Linked DNA regions of Danio rerio: region 1 is linked to region 2. A link is a contact called in public Hi-C data. All regions are on one chromosome and are shown on one strand. Each heading gives the region's core, a stretch centred on a gene start, on an enhancer-like site or on the middle of the called end of the contact. The rest is flanking DNA. Distances are from core to core; before and after follow the strand shown.

The links. Hi-C and Micro-C count contacts between places; a contact is called where the count stands out from the background.
Region 1: a contact with region 2 is called in a Hi-C map of embryo, with 2.1 times the contacts expected there. The contact joins the promoter of si:ch73-257c13.2 here to the promoter of cep57l1 in region 2. A contact is called at or near these places in 3 of 18 Hi-C or Micro-C datasets (caudal fin and embryo) and 1 of 4 datasets of contacts at active chromatin or transcription factors (embryo).

Annotation. Positions count from the first base shown.
Region 1 is chr20:35,359,519-35,362,218 of GRCz12tu, forward strand. si:ch73-257c13.2 reads left to right here and starts at 1,442. Exons shown (of 4, transcript XM_005160770.5): 1 at 1,442-1,556; 2 at 2,083-2,130; 3 at 2,245-2,344; 4 at 2,423-2,700. The coding sequence starts at 1,453.
Region 2 is chr20:34,955,201-34,957,900 of GRCz12tu, forward strand. cep57l1 (centrosomal protein 57, like 1) reads right to left here and starts at 1,431. Exons shown (of 11, transcript NM_001003769.2): 1 at 1,331-1,431; 2 at 604-784. The coding sequence starts at 1,351.

The DNA of each region.
Region 1 (2,700 bases), core at 192-2,691, 400 kb after region 2:
AAACATACTAATTCTATTTAAAAAGAATAAAGGTGATGATCATTGTTGTTTTTTATGTAACTATTACCTACTATTTTTATCATCTGTGAGTTATGGATAAAAAATGGCAATTCTGTAATCAAATTTATTTGACTTTTATAAATCACCAAGCAAACCCCATGTCATTGTACCGTGACCCCCACTAGCAGACTGTCTGCTTATTTAGCCAAGCTGGAAGATCAAGCTTAAACTAGCTAGTACTCATGGTGCCTGCTTGGTTATAAAAAGTCTTTAAATGTCTTTAATTTTAAAAACTATAGGCCTTAAAGAGTCTTAAAATCACTGAAATATGGTTTTGTAGGTCTTTAATACTTTTAAGCAGGTCTTAACTTTAATTTTTCTGTGTAAAGCTACTCAATATGTACACATCCGTCTGAAATGAACTAATATGGTTTTATAATCTTCCTTATATCCTTACAGTAACATTTGTGTAAAAGTCCTTTGTGTATGTGTGCATAAATGTCATAAATGTATGTTGTGCATAAATTTTTAGTTTATTATAGTTTATAAAACTTGTCTTTTTTTTAATAAATAATGTGTTGCTTGTTTCGACACATTATTTTAAATATGTTGCTAGGAAATAACAGATGTTTTTTAATTGTATGCCCACATTCACAAAACATTCACATCAAAATGTATAAATGTGTTACAGAGTGTACAGTCTTAAATATAGAAAATGAGAAATAAATGAATATAAAAACAATAAATAGATAAAAAATAAAGTACAATCACACCATTTCAGAGCTGTCTTTAAGAAGAGATTAAACAAAAATTGTAAATAAACATCAAGGATCCTGCTAATTTACGAGAGCTCTTTTATCCATTCCCAAAGGGGAGACCAAATTGACTAAAATCTGTCATATTTTTTATTTGTCATAGGTAAGTTTTTCTAACTGTAGTCATGTAGCAATTTGTGATATCTACTTTTTTGAAAGATTGAGCCTGTGATGCAAACCAAAGTAGCAAAATACATTTTTTTAGCTAAATATAGCCTACCAGGAAAATGAACTGTAAAGCATCTTTTTCAAACAGATTGTTCATGTAAGATTCAATAAATACAAAGCTGTGGTCATATCATAATTTAGCTTGAGAATATTTTCCAGTACCTTTCTTCTGAATTTTTATTTTAATGGGGCAGGTAAGAAAAAATTCACTGGCCATTACAAATAAATCCTTAGCATTTTGCCCTCTAAAAGTCATTAATTCATAATGGTCTTTAAAAAGTCTTTAAAAGTCTTCAATTTGACTTGGTGAAACAGGCGGAAAGCCTGATACTGGACTAATTTAAATGATTTACAGTCTAGTTTTGACAAATGTCACACTTGTAAAATTTCAGTAAAGAAAATGAATAGTTTTTGAGAAAATCTTTGCCACAAGAGGGAGGCATAGCAACAATCTCACTGCGAGATAAAAATGGCGCTGGAAACATGTATAGCTTTTTTATTAGCAGACATGTACGATGCTGAAGATATCATGCTATTTAACAAAAATGCGACTCGCAAACGTCGGAGAGCCAGGTGAATTATCATTTTTTTTAATATATTGTATCGCAAATGGTTAAATTAGTAAACAAACAAGAGAGACGCTTAAGCGCTGTTTAAGTTACACTTATGTTACAGCGTTCAGTGTTGTTCAGTTATCCATCCATATCAACTGCTAATATTTTTAAATCAGGGTTGCTAGTTATTTACTTGTTGTCTAACGTTTTTCCACAAAAGAAAATCTTTGTTCGCCGTTTGGTTGAAGAACTGATACAGACCATTTCAATGTAGTCATTAGCCCATGAACGTTTCCTGCTTGTTATCAATTTCATAACTGTAACATCAGGCAATTCAATAACGTATTGTTAAAACAGCTGTCATAATATTATTTGTCAATATGTGGCTCTTTTTGAATTCCAGGAAGCTATAGAAATAAAAAAAACGTAAAACTGGTAGTATGTATGTTGGGACCTTGGTGTTTGTTTACAACTCTCAAAATGATCTATATAGCAAATGGGGGAAAGTGATAGGATTATACTTTTAATATTAATTTATGTTTCAGTAGCGTGAAGCTGAAAAATGAAGAAAGTGTTCAAGTTAATCTGAAAAGGTAAGTTGACCCAAACATCGTGTGAGAATGAGACATTTATGCTTCCTGTCAAGATGGTTTTTATAATAAAACATTTGACTGATTCTCTAACAATTTGTTTTTTTCATTTATCAGAGAAGATGATGATGGAAAAGTGGTTTTCAATGCCGTGCTGCAAAGCTTGACTATCAGTGACTTTAAGAGTCACTTCCAGCTGACGCCAACTCAAACTGAGGTACTTCATCTAATGCTAGTCCTACTTGCTAATCCTCATTTGTGTTTTGTAAACATTTTGTTCTTTTTGTGTTTGTAGGAGTTGGTGCAGCTGCTGGCACCGTGTAAATGGGCTGCCATTAGGCAAGAGGACTGGACCGTGTGGCATGCGGTTCTCTCCAGTCTGTGGACTCTTTCTACCCAGGAGTCCTACCAGAGTGTGGCAAATCGCTTCCACGTTGCAGAGTCTCTCATCTGTGATCAGATGGATGAATTCTGCACACTTGTTACTACCAACTTAGCTAATCATATTCACTGGCCTCAGGCGGAGGAAGCGGATATGTGTGTGAAGGGGTTCTTTTCGGCTGTGGGGTTACC
Region 2 (2,700 bases), core at 181-2,680:
TTTTTGCTGTTTGTACTGTAATTTGTTGACAGATCCTGTCATTGTGATACATAAAGGAAAGGACAGCACTGCATAGCACAAAGAAAAAACGAACTAAAAGTATAAATGTGAACAGAGGACAATCTCCTTTGAGATGCACCTTCATCCGAAAAAGTCACATGTAAAAATGTACTAATTGTAGACAGATTTAGAAAAAACGTTTTATGGAAATGTATAGAAAAATGCATTACGACAAAATAAGACAACTTGTTCAGCCATTTTGCATGTATAGACTTTTGCCATGAACAGACGATTAAACGTGGGAGGTGAGACAATTCAACAGAGACCAAAAAATACATTTTGATCATTGTGATATAAGAAACTGATAATGTAGGAAACTTAAAACTTGTTCAAAGGAAAATTGCTTTTTTGATGTGAACAAGTGACACAATGATTTAAAGATTGAACAGGTAGTTTTAAAACTTTTTCAATTCTGATCTGGGAAATGTACCAAAGTGACTGAGAAAAAATGAAATTAAATCTAAGTGAGAACTTTGTGAATCAAAACTGAGACATCTGACTGTATATAGATAGTTGTATGGTCAACTTTTAAACTCAAATCACCTCTGCTTCCAGCATCAGGAACTGTCTGATAAAGCTGTGGGCTGATATCCTGCAAACCTGAGCTCTTTCTGTTGAGCGGATGTGTGTCTGGGTTCATATACAAAGGTCTTGACATTTTCTCTGGTGGCTGATAAAAACTGCCAACATAACTCTGTTTAGATGGGGAGTCTAGATTAAAACTCTGTAATTCACAAAAAAAAAAAAAAGTTAGTTTACAGATTATTCAACATGGCATGCATGGAGGAAGGACAATGATAATACTGTTGTACGATTAATAATAACTATAATAATAACAACATGTATAAAACAAAACAATAATTAAACATATATATAAATCATATTCTTTCCGTGACAAAGTTAAGAGTAAAAAGTTTGTTAAAGAATACAATTAGCCTAAATGGATAGACAAGAGCCACTGTTCACATTTAATGTAAATTAACGCACAATAGCTAAAACCTTTAGCCACGCTAACTTACTGAATAAACAGTAGCAAATAGTCAACTTAGAAAATTTCATGGTTCATCAATTAAATAGCTATGTCACTTAACACCAAGAAAGCTGCATGATAGGCTACATAAAAACGTTACGAACCAAAAACTGCCTTTTCAGGATGCAATGTGTAAATAAGCTAACTTTAAAAAGCTAACGACTGAAATATCCGTTTAAACATCGCTAACAGTATTTACAACTTCAAAATATGCCAACGTAGCATTAAGTATATAGCTACCTGATCTCTAAAGTGATCCATTTTCAATAGGTTTCCTCGTTATTTACGAATAAATGATGTGTTGTTCACGATTGTTCATCATGCAGATGAATTAGCTGTGAGTGTCATCTTGAGTAGCCCACAGCGCCGCCCCCAGTTTCAAATTTCCCTCTTCTTTTACCGCCCTTGCTCATGCAGACATTCAGCTGGATACTAAAATAAAAAAAGAAACCTATATAAGTTATAATAGTTTCTAATAAAGCAATATGTTTTAACCATTTAAAAAAGAACATTTTATGGTTTAATTTGTGTTTTGGCACCATTAGAATTTAGTGGTTTTAGCATGCTACTGTACCTACATAGATTTTCCATTAAAACCAATACAATTCCCATTGGTTTTTTAAGTAATTTTGGTGCATTTTCTATTGTGCACATCATAAAAAGAAATTTCTTTGCTGCAGACAGATTGCATTTTTTGCACATTACAGTTTTTCTCAGTCGCTTTGGTGCATTTCTCACAAATTTCCATTTGCACAACAGTTAAAGCATTTCTCAAAACATTAGTACAAGCTGCAAAACCTAGTTGATAACCTGCAAAAGCATGTCACTTGCTCAAAATGGATAGCTCCTTCCTTCCTCAAAAGCAAGTATTCATGTCAATGAAAATGTCAGTATTATCAAAATGAAAATCCTGACACTATTGTTTATGAACAAGATAGTCAAATGGCTTTGTCATGTTTTCATTATGACAGTTTACTAACACTTGCTGAAAAAGCTCAAGACAGCATTTGAAAACTTCTGTAAAGTTAGACTGAACCTACAACATACATAGGTCTGTAAATCATTCATGAAATTATTCAGTTTAGAAGACATTTTCAGGAAAAATTAAGATTTAAAATCTAATTGACAGATTTTGACTACTAATTTAAAATGTTTGTATGTAATGACTCAAGTAATGAATATCCTACTACAGAGGACTATTAGTTTTATATGGAATGACTATTCAGCATTCACAAGTTTAGTTAATTTTGACTGACATGACATAAGCAAGTGAAAGCAATTGATGCATGTTCAAAAGCATTTGCAATTTCTCAGTTTACTGGAAGGAATGAGAAACTGATACTATGATGTGCACAAATGAATAATTGTTTTGAGAAATGCATTAAATGTTGTGCAAATGATAACTGTTGTGTAAATAGTGTTGTGAAAAATGCACTAAAGTAAAAAAAAATCTAAAACTGTAATTCAATCTGACATGTAGCTTACATTTCTCTGTCAGTTGGTAAGGTAATGTTGCTCAAAATATATTGTATTACTCTGTGCACTGTACAGTAGTCTTAGTTCATTGTTTAAGCCATTGAATGTAAAATGGTTTATCAATGTGTTATATG